Regions from separate parts of the Pan troglodytes genome. Here region 2 is linked to region 1. Evidence: chromatin contacts called from public Hi-C data. All regions are on one chromosome and are shown on one strand. Each heading gives the region's core, a stretch centred on a gene start, on an enhancer-like site or on the middle of the called end of the contact. The rest is flanking DNA. Distances are from core to core; before and after follow the strand shown. Region 1 has its middle 99 kb from the start of STK39. Region 2 overlaps CERS6 (ceramide synthase 6).

Region 1 (7,126 bases), core at 2,716-5,215:
ACAGAGACATCCTCATCAATAAGAAAATGCTTACCTAATATATATTTATTAAATTTCATATAGATCTTAGAAAAATGAAGTAAATGTAAAGATGTGGACATTATGGAAGGATATCCATGATGTAGCATTAGGTGACAGAAGTGATTTGTAGAGCAATATGGTTAGAATGCCCTTTTATGTCAAAATTTTCATGTTCACATATACAGTTATATGACACATATGTAAGTACACATTTGTGGATGCAAGAAAAACTGTATAGGGATGTGTCCCCAAACACTGTGGAATGTAGAGAAGGAAAGACTTTTATGTTTCACACTTACCTGCTTTTTTTTTTTAACTTAAAAAAAAAAGCAGCATGCATGTTCTAGTCGTTATTAATGATAAAGTTATAATTTAGAATGTGAGTTTGCATTATGGCACTTTCTCTTACCAGCTGTGTAATAAGGGGAGAGTCATGCTACCTACCCCTTTGCACCTCAGTTTCCCCATCTTTACACAGAAGAACTCCCATCCATTGCACTGTGGTATGTGTAGATGAAATGTTCCAATGGAAATGCACCAATGTATCCTAGCAGCTTGTAGGGATTTGATACAAATTATATCCTTTCCTCTTTCTCCTTTCAGAATGAGAAATGGCAGCCGGGGTGACTCAGGAAGAGGGTTGGGTGGAGGGTGGAAAGTGAAGGGTGGAGGGCGGAGGAATGATTCAGACAGACACTATTTAAAAACAGCCCTCAGATGCACTAGGACGAAGCCATCTCCAGCTCCAAGATAACAACCCTCCCCTTTCCTACAATTTTCTTCCAGTTCCCACCCCCATCCTTTCTCTCCTAGGCACCTCTTAATATCTGTTTTAACCCAGCTTTATCTGTATAAAATGTTCGGAGGTTATTAAAATGTTCCAAGATGGAAACAGCCTCCTTTTTTCCTGCCCCTAAGTCACCACGCTACTTACTGTTGAGTACCTGATGCACTAAGTTCCTGAAGAGTAGAGTTCTGGCCAGGTGTGGTGGCTCACACCTGTAATCCCAGCAGTTTGGGAGGTCAAGGCAGGTGGATTACCTGAGGTCAGGAGTTCGAGACCACCCTGGCCAACATGGCGAAACCCCGTCTTTACTAAAAATACAGAAACACCTGTAGTCCCAGCTACTTGGAAGGCTGGGGCAGGAGAATCGCTTGAACCCAGTAGGTGGAGGTTGTGGTGAGCCAGGATGGTGCCACTGCATTCCAGCCTGGGCAACAGGGTGGGACTGCATCTGAAAATAAAAAAAGTAGAGCTCTGTTTTGTGATTTTTTTCCCTCCAGGGCCTAACACAATGACTAACATGGTACTTAATGTGTACTGAATAACTCCGGAAAAACCTTTCTTGGTTCTTTCCATAACATTCCCATTGCTCTTATGCCAGGATCACAGTTAATTAATTAATTAGATTAATTAACCCCCAAACCAAAAAAAAAAAACAACCATTTTCAAGGAAGTAATACATGTAAAATAGCTGATATTTATTTGCTTACTAACACAAATGCACAAATTGGTGGAAGTTCAGACTGAGGTACTGGTTTAGTGGAAGGAGGAAAACAGAATATTTCCAGTCACTGGATTTTTCTAAGTGCTGGCTACTTTAAGTCAAACTACTCAGATGTCTAGGATCTGGCTTTCGTTGACTGTTCTGAGGGGTCTTTGTTAGTTGTACGTCAGTGGAAAAGAGACTGAGATGATGGTATTTGGTTGGGATGCAGCAGTCTCAACAACCCAATCCAGTCCTACCTCAATCATGTGTCACACTCCTAGCCGCAGCTGCCCATGGAACAGAGAGCAAAGCCAGGCCATTGCATGCATTTTATTGCCATGAGGATTTCATCGCCAGCCTCAACACAGATCCCAGCTGAGCTATTCTGGACCATGTTGATGATGCTTTGTGCCAAGGGTAGACATAGACTGAAGGAGGCGTGCACCACGGAAAGTAGGCTGGCAACTTCTTCTAAAACAGCTTCCAATTCTCTGTGCTCCAGCTTTCACCAATCCAGTGTTGAGGAACAGACAGCCTCTCAAGCAGATGCAGCCCTTCCCCCACAACCCACCATCCTCAGGACTCCTCTTTGGAGAAGCAGCAAGGGAAGAGGTAGGGAAAGGAGAGTGGCGAGGAGTAGCTAGAGGCTCACAGCTTCTTAGCTGGGACCTCCGGAGTCCTCCTGGGTGATGGTTGCTAGAGAAGTGAGTGGCAAGGTGGGGGACTTAGTCTCCTGGTTTTTAAATCCCAGGTTCTTCCGAGGAACCCCAGAACAACTTCCTGCTGTCTCTAATTCCTCCTCCCTACAGCTGACTTTGGAATTGCTTGGCTTAGTGTTATTGACATGATAATAATTATAGTCATTTTCATTAATTGCTCCCTATTAGAGCCTAATTGCCATGGAGTACAATAAAATTATGCACATCATTCAATGTGCCATATTAACTTCAGATTTTATTCCATTATAACAGTAGATTTGGTTCACTTTTACATATTACTGCTCACACGACTTAGTTATATACACTTTTTTTTTTTGATAGACAAAAACAAACCTATTTCAAGTAGCCAAATCAGTGTAACCAGCAGGGGAGCCTCACGGGGGACTGGGACTAAGAAAAGGGAAGTTGTCTTTTTTCTGTGCTTCCCCTTTGTTCTTTTCTCTTTCTTCTGGTTATCTTTTTCTGCTTCTCCATGCACGTGGCAGCAGATGCTCTTCCATAGTGGGCTCCTGATGTTTGATGACCTCCATTCAAGTGACAAGCCTAGACTGATGGCTATTTTCATTCTGCTTCCAAATTCCCAGGAGAAAGTGTTCAAGTCACTCAGCTTGGTTGATTATTTCTGATTCAATCAAGTGTGGTCAATAGGATGGCATGACAGTTCAAGAATTTCAGGGGCTCCCAACCTACGGGTGGTTGGGTGTGTGAGGGTGGCGGTAGAGAAGATCTCCAGTTTGCAGGGGTCCCCATGGTTGCGGACCTGTACCAGTCTGTGGCCTGTTAGGAATGGGATCGTACAGCAGTAGGTGAGCGGCTGGTGAGAATGAGCATTACTGCCTGAGCTCTGCCTCCTGTCAGATCAGCAAGTGACATTAGATTCTCATAGGAGCGTGAACCCTATTGTGAACTGTGCATGCGAGGGATCTAGGTTGCACACTCCTTATGAGAATCTAATGCCTGATGATCTGAGGTGGAACAGTTTCATCCTGAAACCACTCCCACCCCGACCCCCTGCCTGGTCTGTGGAAAAATTGTCTTCCACAAAGATGGTCCCTCGTGCCAAAAAAAGTTGGGGACTGCTGCTTTGAGGCTTTCTGTAAGGTGGGGGGTAATAATGCAGAGAACCTGTCTCTTGGGGTGGTGGTGAGTGCTGCAACTGGCATTGTTCACATGGTACTTTGCACAGTGCTGGCACATAGAAATCACTGAATATAATGTTTACCATTATTGCTGTTATTACTATCTCTTTGGGTCCTTAAAACATTTTTTCAGGATTTTTAGGTGGGTATTATTTCAAAATCCATAAAATCCACCTAAAGATTTATATGAGAAGAATCCAAAAATCTCAGGGAAATCATATGAAAAAAATTATTTGTTTTCCTCAAATCTCTGAACGACAGTTTAAACATTTTCACACACTAGATCTAATTTTGGAGAGCTTGCAAACCCGGCCTGTAAGATTTCACTAATCCAGGAGGGGGCAGGCTTCCCAAACACAAATGTCCTCTGCTGCGGAGCCGTGGCTCCAGGAGAAACAAAGGCGTGTCGGTGAGAGCCGTTTCAGAAATCTAGTATTACCTTCAAAAAAATGTAAGAAATCAAAAGCAACTGAACATTTTCATGGCCTAGAAGAATCCCTGGCTGTGTCATCCTGAGGCACCTTGTCACCTGCCAGGCCAGGTCGGCTGTAAGCTTGTGAAGTAAGCAAAAGAAATTTCCCGTGTCCCCACCCACTCCTATCTTTGCTTTTGTTTCTGGTCCTCTGCCCGCTTCCTGCCTGTGCCTTCCTCATTAGTCTTTGTTCCCCTCTCCCATGACAATCTATCTTTGGGAAAAATAACTGTGATTTAAATGTTTATAGAAGTAAGGATCCTAGGAATATTAGGTCGCTTCAAACACTTTCAAGCGCGTGATAGTCACTAACAAGGGAACTAGCCCTACCAGGACTAGTATTAAGAGAGATGGAGGATTAGTGGCTTAAAGCAAGGGCATTGAAGGCAGATAGGGCTGGGTTTAAATCCTGGCTTTGGTGATAACACATTGCCAGCTCTGTGACCACTTCCCAGCTCCTTTACCCTGGGTAAGTTACTAAGCCTCTTTCTCCTCATGTGTAGAAGGAGGGTAGTGTTAGAACCTATCCCAGGATTTCCTCAGGATTAAAAAGGAGTGTGCATGTCTAGTACATAGTATTTGGCACATAAGACATACTCAACTGTAGTTGTTATTGTAATAAAAGTTTTATTATAGTGATATGACGTTAATAAGTTATTACAGTAATATAATTTTTTATTACTTTGGTTTTTTTTTTTTATCATGGTCCTATTTTATACCACACATTAGACAATTTCCGGTGTATTACCTTTAGGTCTGAACTGGAGGAAAAGGATACATTTTAAATGAAACATGACATGTTAGAACACAGAAAAAAATGAGCAGGATGAAGTTTCTGGAAACTCCTATAAAAATTTGTTGAAAGAGTTGTGGTCATTGGAACTGAAAAGTATGAGAATAAGAGCTTAAGAGCATGCATCTTGAAATGCAGGAACGGCTGGAGGGAATCCCGAGGGGCCTGGACAACCCTAATCCTCTAGATCAGGAAGGTTTTGCCCTTGTTTCTGTTAGTTGCCCAAGGGGAATTACTGCCCCCATCTCAGTTTATGTTTATTTCTCAGTTTAGAGGTTTTCAGAACCAATGGAATGACAGACCCATGATTACAAACTCTCAAGGGAAACTTTTCCCCTAGAGCCCAGACCACTGAGATAGAAAATCACCTTTATTGTCTCCCTGAGCCGATGGGTGCATTTCCTGATTCACTCCCTCACTCTGAGTATAGCCCTTCTGAGGACCAGGATTTCTGCAGGGGTTGCAGTTCCAACACCCAGCATTTTGTATCTCCAGGCCTCACATTCTGCCCTGGCCTGAGCATTCTAATCCAAGCCTCTAGGTGGCCAAGCCAGGCAACTCCCACCCTGAGTGGCTCTAGCATACATGCATGTACTCACTGCTCTAATTTTTCCTTCTCACTTCATTTTTGACTCCAGGAACTTTCTTTACTTTCTTCCAGCATTCAGCCATGTCTTAAAGGAGATTTGTTTTACTGGATCCAGAATTTCTGATTATTGTGGAGCTACATGGTTTCTGGACTGTTTAGTTGACCATACACCTAGAGGCAGAAATTAGTTTAAAAATAATTAAACAATTAAATACAAAATTTAATCACATTTAAAGGGAAGTTGGGAGTTCCTGAGGGGTAGATTTAAGCTATTAAAGGAAGCTGCTAAAGAGAGCTGCGGAATGGTGAGGTCCAGTCAGCGTGGGTATTGGGTGGCTCTATGATGCCATCATGGCGACTGTCACATTAAATAATTCTGAAGCTGAAAGAATTTAAGGGAACGTTTGACCTGCCCCACAGTATATGTATTTAAGACTTAATAGGCCATAGGGAAAGTCAGTAAATGTTCAGGAGAGTCTTTTTCTGAAAAAATGTTCCCACCTAAGGGATTAAGGACCTCCTGTAAGGAAGGCTGGGCTCAGGGAACTATCCCACACCCTTAAATCTGTTTCTTTGTGCTTGTGGGGCAAGAATAAGCTAAGAGCACCAGAGTTGTCATTAGGATCAACAGAATATATTGGTTGGAAAAAAGGAATACTCAAAATGCTGCTTCCCCTTCCTTCACATTCTGGTCATTCAGGTAGTCTTTTTAGTTCTGTAATACTTTACAGCGTAAAGAGTTTCTCTCTCATATACATTTTCTTTGTCACAAAAGCCGTGTGAAATAGACAGAGATTATTGTCTCCATAGCAATTTGTTCAAGGACACACAAGAGTAAGTAGACAAGATAGGACTTGACTTCCTGTCTTTAGGTTGGATCATGGGATGCCAATTCTTTTGTATGAATTGCACTCATTCTCAAGTCTCTGACATGCCAGGGAGAACTTTGGTCGTCTCTTTTGGAGGCTGTTGGTCTCTAGTACAGATTCTTTGCTCTTACTTGGTTTGTTTGATTCTAAAGATGTCTTACTTGGCTTCTCTGATTCTAAATTATCTTTGAGAAGAGAATATGGTGACTCTTCATTCCACTCTATGACCCAAATCCTATGCCTTTGGTAATCTCCTACTAGATTATAACCACAATCAGTTATACATGAATCACCAAACTAATTCAGCACACACATATTATGTAACACAATAGCTCCTACAGACAAACTGTGGCTTGGGACCATTATTTTAGATCCTGTTATCCAGGTAAGTATAGTAGGTCGTAAATGTTAGTGGTCAACCAATTAGACTGGAACAGTAATCATTACAGCAGGTCAAAAGTCTCGAGACCCTTTAAATGCAGGTATGTAAAGCAGCATTGAATGGGAACACTTAAATTTCTTTCCATCCTCTAATTATGCTCCAATCTCAAGTAACTTTGCTCTTTCATCATAGAGGATGGAATACGATGTGAAGACATAAGGGGTTGCCCTAGTCATTTGCCATAGTCTTTTTCTGAGGTTACTTCTCTCTATAGAATAGAAAGTGCTGGCTCCATACTATTTTACACTGTTTTGAATTCGTTTCTTCCCTGTTGGCTTTACCTGAAGGTTGTGTGTGCCATGGGATCACTAACCTTAAGCTCGGCCTGGCTAGTGGGAACATTCACTGAAGACACAACATCAGGCTGTTTTTACCAGTTGATCACATTTATTTTTGTCACAAACATCATTACATACTTCCCCCTAGAAGCCAAAGAAAAACATTATCATAACCAGAAATAATTAGAAAAAGCACAGAATAAAAGAGGCAGTTCTGGTTACAAAGACAACAACAAATGCCAACAAATATTGTCAATACCCCTTTCATCTCCCTGGCCTTGGTTATAAAAATATGATGGTGCTATAAAGTGCTA
Region 2 (7,126 bases), core at 1,649-4,148, 410 kb after region 1:
TTTCTGTGGTACTATCTGAGTGACACACTAAGGATACTTACACATAGGAATGTTAACACCAAAACTAACAACAGGCTCAAATTCTGAGTTTTATCCCCTTGGTACACCTTGTGCAATCCTAAAGATGTTCAGCCCTGGCACTGAAGCAGCTTCCCCTCTTCTGCACCTGAGAGTTGAACACAAATAGCTATTTCCAAACTGATTTAAAAGGGTAAAGGGTTTTTATATATATATATATAAAATCATCTTTGAAAAAATGATTATATGCATTTGTATAGATTTAAAGTATGTTATTTTCTCTAATTATAAGAATACATACTCATTAGAGAACATTTGGAAAATGTAGAAAACATTTTAAATCCCTGGAATCAGAAGTACCTAGTGTTAATTACCATTTTGGCATATGTTCATTTAATCGCACTTTAAATCATGTTTTATACATATGTGTGTAAAATGTCTGAAGGAAAATTGGAGATTATACTGTACGTAATGTTTAATCTAGCCTAGGCAACATAGCAAGACCTCGTCTCTATTAAAAATAAAAATTAAAAAAATTAACCGGGCATGATGGTGCATGCCTATGGTCCCAGCTACTCAGGAGGCTGAGGTTGGAAGATCGCTTGAGCCCAGGAGGTGGAGGATTCAGTGAGCCATGATTGCACCACTGCACTCCATCCTGGGCAATGGAGTGAGACCCTGTCTCAACAAATTTTTTTTTAATCTTTTGTCACTTTTCATTAAGTTGTGAGAATGTTCTCATGTCACTAGATAAAAGACATGATTTTAATGTATGAATAATGTTCTACCACTATAGATATGGATTTTTAATCATTTTTTAAAAACAGTAGAAATAGTATTGAGAAAGCATTCTTGAACTTAAATCTTTGTTGGTAACCTTTATTTCTTAAAAGATAGATAACCGTAAAAGTGACTTTGAAGGTAGAGAGTTATTTTAAGATATTCTGGATATATATAGCCAAATTATTTTCTATGAAGATTTCACCTACTTGTACCCTGACAAACTATGTATTTGAGTGGTTTCACTTTATTTTTTGATAATACAGTGTTTTCTCTTTTTTATGTATATTTGATCATATAGTTTAAATATTCTCTCTTTTAATTATTAGTTTCAACATTTTCAAACCCACAGAAAATTTGAAAAAATACAGTAAATATGCATATACCCCCAGTTGCACTCACCGTTAGCCCTTATGATACCAATAGCACTTCCTACACACGCTCACACATAAACACACACACACGCGCGCGCGCATTTGCCAAATTATCTGAAATTAGGCTGCAGATATCATGACAGTTCAGCCCAAAGACTTCAACATGCATGTATCCTGTTTTACTTTGTATTTATTGGATTATTAATATGGGAGAACATTTTGTTCATGTTTTCATAAGCCAGTTGTATTTCTTCTGTGAACTGTATTCATATTCTTTGCCCACTTTTCTCTTTGAATATGTTGTGATTTTCTCATCAAAATCTGTGATATCTGTGAGTGAAAGCTGCATCAGATGCTACCCAGATGCCACCTAACCTTCTGACAAGGAGCTAGGCCCTGTACACTCAGATGGCCAATGGTGTGTAGGATAAATTTCCTCTCCAATTTAAGGTATGGCCTTGGCTATTGCTCTTTCTGCAGTGAGAGTAGAAGTGTTACCTTCAGCTTGTTGACTGTAACCATTTTATTTATGATCAGAGACTATGGAAATAAGTAATTAACATTGAATGGATAAGCACAGTTAAACTCAGTATAACTGGTGGAAACACAAGAGAGTGCCTTGTCCTGTTAGTTAAATAATTTTTTAAATTTATTTTTAGATGAAACCCCCTGAGACTCTGTATACTGTCTTTTGAGTATTGGAAAAATAATTTTTACTAAACAAAACCACCATCTCTAAAGCCACAACTTGGAAGTGTTTGCAGTGATTTCTGCAAAAGAACTCATTGTGGTCCTACTCCTGAACCTGCACACCCCCACCGAATGGCTGGCCTGGGGACTGCTTCAGTCAAATTGTGTTTGTATTTCTTTCTTCTTCAGTAAAGCGTTGTGTGTGCCTGTCCAAGGCTTGCCAGCAAATTGGTCACATCAGGCAGATTTCCAGCCTGGCAGTTACAGGTGGAAAAGGCTTTCAGATCTCAGGCTCTGAGTTTTGCACAGGGACTTCCCTCTCCCAAGGTCTATGGCACATCCATTTGTCTTTTTATTAGTATAACATTTAATCCCAGAAATGGCGTGGTCAGGGGTGGGCGGGGTGGGGGTGGGGGCAGGTATTAAATGCCACGCTGAGTTTGTGCAAGGCCTGCTCTTGGTTCACAGTATAGGCGCCTGCAGTGCCCCAGGGAAGCAGATCTCTTGTGTCCTTTCTGTCTGCCCTTTTCCCACCCCCTGATTCCTGCCTCCCCCATCCCTTCCTCCCCCTCTGTCTTACCATTTCCTCCTTTCCCCAAAAGACAAGGTTTGAGGTATTGTACCCATCCTTTCCAGAAGCACTCTCTCTCCTATATCTTCCAAAATCATGACATAAGAAAGTAACAGAAGAGTGCAGAACCCAGGCAGATTTCACAGTCCCTAGGCAGCTATTAAGCTCTAAATATCAGGCACCTTGACAAAGCCAGCTCCAAACTTGCCAACAAACCCACATTCCAGGGGCAAAGGATATCAAATATGCATATTATTTGTTTAAGTTGACCGCTCTTCGCTATCTGAATCCCCACACTCATAACCATGGATGAATCTGAGTGCTGCTTCTTTTGTTCAGACGGAATTTAAAAATCAGTTTTAGAGTGAGAAATGCGCAAGCCTATCCCATATAGGCAGGTCCTTTTCCCCGACAGGTATGCCCTCCTTTTCCCTGGCCTCCTGTCTTCTCAGCACTCCCAGGGAGCCACATGCTCACTGAGAGCTGTCTCCACCCCTTATTCAACGCACATAAAACTTGACAGTCTGAGCAGATGGGGGAAGTGGAGTGATTCCGGCAACTGTCTCCTTTTCTGGAGCAGGAAGCTGGGACTCTGGCTAAGTGAGGCTGCCCTTCTGCAGCTCTGAAACTTAGGAGAGTTGGCTTTCTGGAAACTCATCTGATGCAGGGCAGGTGAGCCCCAAAGTGAGGCTTAGTCCACAAGGCTTCTTGGCTTTGCCCAGGAAAAAAATTCAAGGGCAAGCCGGAGGTAGAAGAAAACAGCTTTATTGAAGAGGCAGTGCTACAGCTCTGTGTGCTCCTGCAGAGCAGGGTTACCCACTAGGCAGAGAGTAGCAGCTCAGGGCAGTTTTGCAGTCATATTTATACCCACTTTTAATTACATTCACATTAAGGGGCAGTTTATGCAGAAATTTCTAGGGAAAGCGTAGTAACTTGGATCTTCAGGTCATGGAGAGGGGCAATTAACTTCCAGGTGTTGGCTTGGCAATGGCAATGGTGAACTGACATGGCACACTGGTGCGTGTCCTATGGAAAGCTGCTTCTGCCCTTGCCCTATTTTAGCTAGTTCTCAATTTGGTCCGGTATCTGAGCCCCACCTTCTACCTTGCATCCAACCCTGTGAAAATCTGTTGCACTCTTTGTCCCAGTTAAGATCTTTATTGGATTTTGTTAATGCTTGGCTGTATGTTATCATTCTCATGTGGCTTCCTCAAATTTTAATGTAAGCTGATATTTATATGATTACATACATGTTAATTATAGTTAAATACTCATTATAGAAATTTTGTAGAAAAATTAAAACCACAAAGAAGAAAAAATTACAATCCTATAGCTCTGAGATAACCACTGTTCATTGTTTGATATCTTTGTTTCTAACATTTTATGTGTTTAAAATTACATCTTTTTTCTTTACCAAAGTAAGATCATCCTGCACATACTGCTTTTATAACTGCTTTTCTAATTTAACATTGTACTCTCAGCATTTTTCCATTTCATTACATGTTCTTCTATAATATAATTTCATTGGCTACAGAGTATCTACCATATGAAAAAGTCATTATTTGATGCCCTATTTTAGGGCATTAATTAGGATGTTTCCAGTGGCTTGCTATTATAAATAATATTGAAATAAACATCTTCATGAACAAATTTCCTCACGGATTCCTGATTACTTCCATAGGACAAATGTTTGCAAAGAGGATCACGGTTCATTAGATGTGCACATTTTGACACATATTGTAACATTATCAGCCAAATAGAGTGTGCCAATTTATATTCCAACCCCAGTTCCTCAAATAGATAGTAAGTTCTTTGAGGTTCACTATTATGTATCCTCCATAGTTCCTGGAAGTGTTGGGCATACAATACAAACTTAATAAAAATAAAGTTAATTCCACTTAACTTTCTTGATTACCAAATATTTAACCTGACTCCCCCTTGCTACCTTCACTTGCTTCCATGCTATAGATGCAAAACATAGCTGTGGTCACTGAGCTAAATATTGATGATAGCAGTGACTTTGATCAAAAGCCATGTTACCTCAAAACTTATCCTAAACACAAGTAAGAGGTTATAGCAGGAAGTGTCAGGTTAAAAGAATCTGCAGGCTAGAATATGGCTGGAAACTTATTTACTGCAATACTAACAACCAGTTGTGCCAATGAGTTGATCACCTTTTCTAAAGAGAAAAGAGACTGAGGATGTGGTTTGGGGTGTGGGCTGTATCAGGTACTTTGTTATGACCCAGATATGATACCAGAAGACAGAGCACTACTGGATGAGGGGGAGGTGGGTGCAAACTCTGCTATGGGAGCCCATGCCACTTCAGTAAATAAATCAAGCTTTGTTCTCTCTTGAGGAATCTCATTCTTCCTGTTTATCCTTCTCTCTCACTGCTCCACATTTCTCTGGAGTACTTGTTTCCATGGACTATAATAATCACTGAGCAGTATTTTTTTTTAAAAGAGCAGCTGTGTTTCTCAAGCCTTGCTCTTGATCTTTATGTCCTCTTGTCAAGATAACTGCAGTGGCCTCTATGCAGCGTCTTCACACCTCCAATCTCCTCTGATGGAAACCATCCCACAGTTTCCATAACATTCTTCCTAAATCAAGGCCTTAATCTAGTTCCCCCACCCCCATTCCCAAATTTTCCAGGATTTCCTTTGTTTTCCACTGTAAGTTCAAACTTTTCTTCCCAGCAAGAAAGACCTTCCACAAAATTATGCCAACACTTCTCCTTTAACTACTGCCTTGCAGGTACCCAGTCCAGCTATGCATGATCCCTTGTGTATACCCTTTGCTTTCCGGCCTGTACATGCCTTTGCTCAAAATGCTCCCTTTGCTTGGAACACCTATTATATTTAATAATTCTACCTTAGTAATCAGTGTATTTGTCTGAGTCTCCTACAGTTATTTGTAAACTCTTTGAGTGTAGGTACCTAGTCTTATCTATCTTAAAATCTCTCTCAGGGATACAATTGCATTGGTTAGGGAGGGAGTACCCAGATATCTTCATTTTAGATGTCATTTTTGTGTTTAATATTCTGGTCACAGGGAGAAAATATCTTAAGCATGTGGATTATGCCAGATGTCGTGGTGGCACAGCTGTAATTCCAGCTACTTGGGAGGCTAAGGCAGTAGGATCATTTGAGCCCAGGAGTCTGAGGCCAACCTTGGCAACAGACCCCATCTTTTAAAAAAATAAATACATATATATGTGTTTGTGTGTGTGTGTATATATATATATAGAGAGAGAGAGAGAGAGAGAGACTAAGTTTGACACTGGAATGTGTCCAGCGGCACCAAGTTATATATAAAGTCCATGCCTCAAGCCTTGGCACGCAAATTGAAAATTAAAGAGAGCAACATGGCAAAATGTGCTGCTGATAGCTTTCAGCTTTGCTGGATTGAACAGGAATATAAGGTAAGGCTGCAGACTCTCCCATCTACTGCCAGGTCACACCCAGCCAGTCCTTGTGTATTCATTTTCCTGGTTGCCTGGTTCCCTGTGGAAGCTGGTGATGGGGTGCGAATAAGGAGCTCGGCACGTAGCTGGCAGCTACAGTATGCCTAAACTGAGGGCTTGCTAAGCAATCTCCGTAGCCATTGCTATCCGACTTAAATGTCCTGCTGCTGAAAGCTGAGGTTCTGCACACTGTTCCATGTGCTCAGGAGGCAGTGGTTTGATCTCATAAATATAGCATTTGTTCAAGGCCTTGTATCCTTCATAGATTCCTTCCCAAGGATGGGATCTTGTATGTTTTTTTCTTGTTTTCTACTTTCTTACTTTTTCCCATACATCTAGGTGTAAAAACAAAACAAAACCTTTCCTTTGGTTTTGCTCGTTGTTAGGTTAAAAATCAGAGAAACAATGAAGACTCACCGGAGAAGAATGCATCTATACAAATGGGGTATTTTATCCATGGAGAAAACAATCAGAACAAGTGAAATTTTAAGTAAATCTGAAAACATAAAAATTCATAAGGTCGTTTATGTTAGAGTTTAAGAAACCTTTAGTAAACATCTTGTCTTAGGTTTTATTTTGTGGACGAGGAAACAGGCTTGGAGAAATAAGATAACTCGCATCACAGAGCTAGGGAATGCAAGAACTGAGCCCAGCACCAGGTGTTTTGACTTCTAGTTCAAATGTAATACTCAATACTGTCAGTTCTCTGAGTAAGCTCACTTCCCACCCATATTCCCAGGCACAGCCATCGTATTTTATAGCAATGATTCTAGTAGTTAACATTATTTCAATTGTTGATTAAACAGAATGATATGTTTATGTTTGTCTTGATCAGTTATTATTCAGTGCATATAGTTTCATGTGTGTGATTTTTCTTTCATGCTTGTGAAGCCTGCAAGAGCAAAATTTTATCTAAATCTGCATTCACTTTCCTAAGGCTTTTTGTTGTTGTTTATTTGTGTTCTTTTCCCCCTTGATTTTGAGCCTCTTACAATTCAGTTTCCACAACTCTGACTTCACTTGTGGGGCACACAGGGCACAACTCTTTGTTAAAAGCGTACTTACTGCATCTCTCTCTTGCCAACCTAAAGATAATATGATGCAGAATCTCTCTCAAGACTGCAGGCCTAGGATATATTTTTCTCTTTTTAGCAGCACTTCCAAAATTTTCAGGGATATTTTTCTAAGATAAAAGTGAAGACTTAATCTTGTCAATATTTAAATAAA

The links. Hi-C and Micro-C count contacts between places; a contact is called where the count stands out from the background.
Region 2: a Hi-C map of induced pluripotent stem cells shows a contact between it and region 1, with 2.7 times the contacts expected there. The contact joins two enhancer-like sites. A contact is called at or near these places in 4 of 7 Hi-C or Micro-C datasets (blood, induced pluripotent stem cells and stem cell-derived neural progenitor cells) and 1 of 1 other capture datasets (stem cell-derived neural stem cells).

The regions. Positions count from the first base shown.
Region 1 is chr13:70,358,021-70,365,146 of NHGRI_mPanTro3-v2.0_pri, forward strand. No RefSeq gene overlaps it. Among named protein-coding and RNA genes, the nearest start is that of STK39, 99 kb to the left of the region's middle. Within about 2 kb of position 3,966, at least 10 of the 24 cell types and tissues checked have an H3K27ac peak or open chromatin away from gene starts, as enhancers often do. A contact at or near this core is called in induced pluripotent stem cells, where this site is marked.
Region 2 is chr13:70,766,988-70,774,113 of NHGRI_mPanTro3-v2.0_pri, forward strand. The region is part of intron 8 of CERS6 (ceramide synthase 6); the gene reads left to right. Among named protein-coding and RNA genes, the nearest start is that of NOSTRIN, 36 kb to the right of the region's middle. Within about 2 kb of position 2,899, at least 2 of the 24 cell types and tissues checked have an H3K27ac peak or open chromatin away from gene starts, as enhancers often do. A contact at or near this core is called in induced pluripotent stem cells, where this site is marked.